Linked DNA regions of Gossypium arboreum: region 1 is linked to region 2. A link is a contact called in public Hi-C data. All regions are on one chromosome and are shown on one strand. Each heading gives the region's core, a stretch centred on a gene start, on an enhancer-like site or on the middle of the called end of the contact. The rest is flanking DNA. Distances are from core to core; before and after follow the strand shown. Region 1 holds the start of LOC108458367 (probable CoA ligase CCL5). Region 2 holds the start of LOC108474133 (serine/threonine-protein kinase BSK1-like).

Region 1 (3,482 bases), core at 305-2,804, 360 kb after region 2:
GATTATATATAATGTATAAAGATAAATTTAACCCTCTATCTTTATACATTTATTTAATTTAACCTCTATTTTTTATTGAAAGTAAATTATTTTTAAAATTAATAGGACAAAAAATCAAAAAGCATAATAAAAATTAAAAAGAAATCATTTAAACCTTTTAAAATTTATAAATTATTAAAAATCATAAAGAAAATTTATAAAAAATTATAAAATTTAAAATTATTAAAAATAACAATATCCAACCTTTAAATTTTAATGGTCATAACAGTATTTTTAATTTTTAACAATTAAATTTTAATGGTCATAAGATTTTAATATCCAACTATTAAATTTTAATGTTCATAAGATTTTCAACACCCAGTATTGTTAATTTTAATAAAAAATTTATAATTATAATTTTTATAATTTTTAATAATTTTAAAATTTAAAAGAGTTTAAATGATTTTTTTAATTTGTTGCTAAGGCCTCTTTTATTCTTTAGTTTTATTAGTTTTAATTTTTTCTAATTTACTTCTAATAAAAGAGTAGGGTCAAATTGAATAAATGTATAAAAGTTGAAGACTAAATTTATTCTTATATCTTATATATAAACACCAAATTTAAATTTTAACGGATGGACTTGCTCGCTCATCTAACTTAAATGTGTTAATTTGTTTTTTTAATGAATGGACTAAAATGCAATCCAAGGTATATAGTAAAAGAGTTTTGTAAGACTTTTACTTTTTAAGGTGTCAAAGTCCTATTATTGATATTACCCAAATAAAAAAAAAACCTATTATTAATTATTTTGTTGGTAATATATTGGCATAATTACTTACGGGCTCTCCAACTTTATAATAATAATAAGTCAATTTAGTCTTTCATTTAATTTTTCGCCTTAAACTTATATTTTTTTAAATCACCCTAAAATGGATAGAAAAATTAAATTTTTTAACTTGATTGACGTATACACGTAAATTTTCACGTGGATGATATACCAAGATTTAATTAATTTTTAAAATTTTAAAAATTTTAAAATTATAAATTATAAAAATATTTTTAACACTTTTAATATTTTAAAAATTAATTAAATCTTGACATGTCGTCATATGGCAATTGTATGTATGCCACTTCAATAAAGTTAACAAACATTAATATTTCTATTATTTTTGAGTAATTTAACATAGAAATGTAAATTTAAAAGTTAAAAAAAACAAAATAAATAAATAAATTTTTTTAATGTTATTGGGCAAAATTAATCATTAGTGATAATATATTATCTTTACAAAAGTGACCAATCTCAAAACTACAAATAAAAGAAATGTGACAAATTAAATAATATTTTAAAGTAAATTAAAAAGAAAAATGAGGTCACGGAAGAGTAGGATGGCGGGCGACGACCAGGTACTGTGCGATATGTGATAAATAGCAGATAAATCCACACGTGGCAACACAATCAAACACGTTCCTCTATTACTCAATTTGATCTTACGACAAAAGTTCAACTTTGTTTCCATCCAACGACCAAGATCGTGCCACCTAAGGATTCAGACCCACGCGGACTGTTCAAAAGACCTAAACTAGCTCACTCGCTTATGTGACTGCCCATACTTCGCTGTCTTACAGTATAAAATTGATTCTTCTACCAGCCGACTTTATTTGAAGAGTAGAAAAATAAAATAAAAAAAAAACATTGGAACTGCAAATCCATGGCGGAAAACATGAGCTTGGCAATCGATCCAAGGAGTGGCTTTTTCCGGTCCAATTCTACCTTCTACAGCAAGCGCAAACCCATTCCACTCCCCAAGAACGACTCCCTCGATGTCACCACATTTATCTCGGCTCGGGCGCACCACGGTAAAGTTGCCTTTATCGACGCCGCTACCGGCCGCCATCTCACCTTCTCGGAGCTTTGGAGGGCTGTTGATTCCGTCGCCACGTGTCTTTCCGACATGGGAATCCGGAAAGGCCATGTGGTTCTACTCCTTTCACCCAACTCCATCTTCTTCCCCATTGTTTGCCTCTCTGTTATGTCCCTGGGCGCTATCATAACGACCACCAACCCTCTCAACACGGCTAATGAAATCGGGAAACAAGTCGCCGATTCTAAGCCAGTTCTCGCCTTCACTATTCCTCAACTCCTCCCTAAATTAGCAGGCTCCACCATCCCGATCGTGCTTCTAGAAGATCACGTGAGCAGTCAGGCTGGGGAAGCGAAGATTGTAACAACTTTACATCAGATGATGAAGAGGGAACCGAGTGGGAGTCGAGTGAGGGACCAAGTCAACCAGGATGACACGGCGACTCTGCTTTATTCCTCTGGTACGACAGGTGCTAGCAAGGGAGTGGTTTCATCTCATAGAAATCTTATAGCCATGGTACAAACGGTTATAAACAGGTTCAGCATAGAAGTAGGAGAAAAGTTCATCTGCACGGTTCCTATGTTTCACATCTACGGCTTAGTAGCCTTTGCCACTGGGCTGTTGGCCTCTGGATCAACGGTCATAGTTTTATCGAAGTTCGAGATGCACGACATGCTATCAACCATCGAGAAGTACCGGGCAACCTACCTACCTCTGGTGCCACCAATTTTGGTGGCGATGGTAAACGCCGCCGATCAGATACGGAAGAAGTACGATCTGAGTTCGTTGCATTCGGCGTTGTCAGGTGGGGCACCGCTTAGTAAAGAAGTGATTGAGGGTTTTCTGGAGAAGTATCCGAATGTAAAGATTCTTCAAGGGTACGGCTTGACTGAGTCAACTGGGATTGGTGCGTCGACGGACTCATTGGAAGAGAGCCGAAAGTATGGTACGGCGGGGATGTTGTCGCCTAGCATGGAGGCTAAGGTTGTGGACCCGGATAGTGGTAAGGCTTTGAACGTGAACCAGACGGGTGAGCTTTGGCTTAGGGGCCCCTCCGTTATGAAAGGTATTATCCTAATTATTAATATCCTTTAAAGCCACTAAAACCAAGGGTTTGAATATTCTCTTACTTCCTATGTACTTTGTGGACTTAATTTAGTTTTTTATGAACCATAATAGGAATAGGAATAGGAATAGGAATAGGAATAGGAATAGGAATAGGAATAGGAATAGGAATAGGAATAGGAATAGGAATAGGAAGAGGAATAGGAAGAGGAAGAGGAATAGGAATAGGAATAAAAAGATGAGTTTCAATATCGTCACACGTCATACATTGATAATAATATCTACTTAATTGAATTAAGATTTTAATATTTTAATATTTTAATATTTGATTATTGTTAAATGTGATATTTTAATATTCAAAATTAGTCACTAATCTTACTTTAGTTAACATCATCAATATAGTGAATCGCTCTTTAATTTTTAAAAATAAAAAATAGAGGTAAATGTATTATGAAAGTCCCTAAGCTCTGTACGAGTCATTATTTTGTTCTTTTACTTAAAAATAGAAATAAATTAATCTATGTATATTAGATTTAAGAGTAAATTTATCCTTTTGTAAAAATTTTCACCCATATA
Region 2 (3,723 bases), core at 776-3,275:
AGAACCTACTCATGAACAAGTCTGTCAACTATTAAAAGTTTGAAATAAAATGTTGCGGAAGTTGTAAGTATCATACATGTGCTTAATCCTTCAATGTCATTGAGAATACTCTATGTTTAACCTCATCTAAGGCTCCAAAAATGTTCATGTGGTTTACATAATGAACCAAACGATCTTGGGGATTTCACTGAACATTATACATCATCTTTGGAATTTGAAGGTAAGGGGACAATGTCGCAATATTTTTTCATGTAGAGGCTTACTTTTTTACTTTTTAACTAGTTATGAGGCTTCAACCTTCAGGAAATCCCTTATATGCTTTTCTAACTTCTCTATTTTCCGCTCTAAGGTATTTTAGTATAATAACTATAACTATCATTATCTTCTTTTTCATAGCTATTATCAAATTCAATATCATCTACCAAATCATCATTACCTTAGTTTGCATGCCGACGTCTATGCTAAGAATGAATGGATTCCTCCTCCCTTTTGTGATGGATCTTGATCATGGATCACTTTGCATACTCTCAATTCTTCTATTAGCCTTTCGTTCTTTGTGTTTCTTTCATTTGCTTGCCTCTATTTATGCATTTGCTCTTGTATGCTTTTGGTGCTCCTCATATCTTCTCTGTTGTGAAGGCAGTTACTCCTCCATAACTTTCATCCTTTCTTGTATGTCCAAATACTATCAATTTCCTGACTGTAAATAAATTTTATTAAACACATGTTTGATTCTTGGATATGTACTTTTTAATCTTTTTATTTAAAGATTAGATTAGAGTAAATAAAAATTATATAAAAGTATGAAAGGATTATATAAAAGTATAAAAAAACAAAAGCATTATTATCATAATATAAGTTAGTTATCATTTAAAAGAAAGCATGAAAGGACAAAAGCTCGATCAACCCATAATACTAAGTTAAAGGTTTTATAATAAGTATAGATATTATTTATAATAATAAATAATTGTCATTAAAATTTATCTTTCACATAAAATAATTAATTATTTTAATTTTTAAAATTTTAAAATTAATTATTTTTAATTAATATCATTATGCAAGAAATTAAATATTTTTCACTTGAATAAAATAATGGGCGATAAAAATTATAATTATAAAAGTACCATGGAAGCCCCTATACTAGGAGTTAAATTACATTTAGCCTATTCTATTAAAAAATGGTCAAATTAACCTCTATACATTAGAGGAAAGTGCAAATTGATCATTCTATTAAAAATTCACCGTTAAAAGATGACGTCGAAAATAATATCCAAGGTAAAATTAACTTTTATTTGAAAGAAAAAGCATAAAACCCAATGTAGTAAAAGTATCATGGAAGCCCCTACAGTAGGAATTAGATTGCATTTTCCCTCTCTATTAAAAAAATGAACAAATTAGTTCTCGTACGTTAGATAAAAAAAGAAAACTAGCCATTCTATTAAAATTTCACCAATTTCTACTGTCAAGCATTGATATGACTAGCTGAGCAACTAGAAAATGGCACATGAAGTGCCACGTGTATCTTATGCTATTGTGACAATATTTAAACAAATTTAAAAATCTAAAAAAAGTTTTTATAATCATGATATCGACATGGTTTTTCAAATTATTATTAAAATTATAAAAAATTAGAAAATTATAGGAAAGTATTTAAAATGATAAGAAATTGTTAAAATTATTAAAAATTATTAAAAATAATGTTAAAATGAACCTTAACAAATGTTTGTTTAAGGTAAGATGAACCTAGACAAACAATTATCTAGATTTATTTTGGAGTGGAAACTTAAATAATTATAAAAAATTATAAAAATTTATTTTTAAAAATTATTTATAAAAATTTATATGAGGTAATTTAGAATACAGAAATAAAATGCAATTCTAAAGAAGTCATCTAAAAATAAATATGATTAAATATAGACTTAAGAGTGAAGCAGAAATAGAAGCAGAGATTAATTAGTAAGTAGATGAAGACAAAAGACCCTTGAATCAAATCAAATCAAGGACGTAAAAAGGACAATTCAATAGTATAATAGCTATAGACTAATAGTATATTATTGTAGCATACAATTGTTATTAAGGCGAGAAAAAAAAAATATAAGAAAGATAGAAAGCAACGTCGAGAAAGGGACAGAAGGTTTTGTCAGTGCAGAAAGGGCTGAAAGAGGCCGACGGAAAAAGAGAGAGAGAAACAACGAAAGAAAGAAAGAAAGAGAAACCTGTCTCTCTTTCTTTCACACTCCTATGGTGTAAACTCTCTCTCTCTCTCACACACACAGTCGCCCACACGACGTCGTCCTCACCTTTCCTTCCTTCCTTCTTTCCTTCGAAACTTCCCAAAACCAAATAGCTTCTCCATCCCTTCCCTCTGCCATTAATTGAATAAACTCCAAACTATATAACTTTAAAAAAAAAAAAAAGAGATTAAATAAATCAAAGAGGAAGAGGAATCTCTATGGTTATAATTTATAAATTAGTCGTCTGAGTCAACTCACCCCGAGTTATGGGCTGCTGCGAATCCACCTTTCTGAGAAGACCCGATTCACTGCACAAAACCAATCACCACCACCACCACCACCTCTACAACAACAACACCAACACCAATTGTGTCACTCAGACCAATAATGGCCCTTCCTCACTTTCCAATGCTGGAAAAGATTCCCTTGCCGGTGGGGCTGCGGGCTTCCCTGATTTCTCCGAGTTCTCCCTTGCTGAGCTCAAGGCTGCCACAAACAACTTCAGTTCCGATTTCATCGTCTCTGAATGCGGTGAAAAGGCCCCCAACGTGGTCTATAAAGGCCGCCTCCAAAACGACAATAATCGACGTTGGATCGCCATCAAGAAATTCACTAGATTAGCCTGGCCCGATCCTAAACAATTCGCCGTATGCTTTCTTTTTTTGTTGAACCATTTCCATTTTTAGGGTTTCCCTTCTTCTGATTTTCTTTTGTTTTTTTTAATCTCTTTTTCTGTTTATCATTAAAGGATGAAGCTCGCGGTGTTGGAAACCTTAGACATAAGAGAGTGGCTAATTTGATTGGGTATTGCTGCGATGGCGACGAGAGATTGCTTGTTGCTGAGTACATGCCGAATGATACCCTTGCAAAGCATTTATTTCACTGTATGGTTCCAATTTTTACTATCACTTTTTTTTTTCCTGAACAAAAGTAAACTAAATATAATTAAATTTGAGTGCAATTATTATTTCCTCTGACCTAACTTGTTGGGTGTTTATTGATGTCTTCTGTTAAATTCTTGTTTCCAGCTAATGTCTCTGAACCAGTTAGATCCTGCATGATAATATCTTTAAGTTATCACCTTAAGTCATGCTTTTCAAGTAACATAAGTAAAAATGTAAAATCATATTGTGTTGCCATATTGTCTTCCTTTTAATGTTTCAGTTTTTGGCTTGAAAATAATTTCTGTTCTTTATTTGCTTGATAGGGGAGAACCAGACTATTGAGTGGGCTATGCGGTTGAGAGTTGCTTTATACATAGCTGAAGCATTAGATTATTGTAGCAGCGAAGGTCGTCCATTGTACCATGATTTGAATGCATATAGGGTTCTCTTTGATGAGGTATTGCAACAAAACTCTCTTTTTTTAGCTCTTTGTATTTGTTTTGTCGAGCTTATTAATAACCTTTTTAATGGTTTTTGCAGAATGGCGATCCTCGACTTTCATGTTTTGGTTTGATGAAGAACAGCAGGGATGGAAAAAGTTATAG

Evidence for each region. Hi-C and Micro-C count contacts between places; a contact is called where the count stands out from the background.
Region 1: a Hi-C map of leaf shows a contact between it and region 2, with 5 times the contacts expected there. The contact joins the promoter of LOC108458367 here to the promoter of LOC108474133 in region 2. A contact is called at or near these places in 2 of 5 Hi-C or Micro-C datasets (both in leaf).

What each region holds. Positions count from the first base shown.
Region 1 is chr3:109,034,814-109,038,295 of ASM2569848v2, forward strand. It overlaps LOC108458367 (probable CoA ligase CCL5), which reads left to right and starts at 1,555. Exons shown (of 5, transcript XM_017757732.2): 1 at 1,555-2,907. The coding sequence starts at 1,689.
Region 2 is chr3:108,676,567-108,680,289 of ASM2569848v2, forward strand. It overlaps LOC108474133 (serine/threonine-protein kinase BSK1-like), which reads left to right and starts at 2,026. Exons shown (of 9, transcript XM_017776054.2): 1 at 2,026-2,881; 2 at 2,983-3,118; 3 at 3,442-3,575; 4 at 3,659-3,723. The coding sequence starts at 2,501.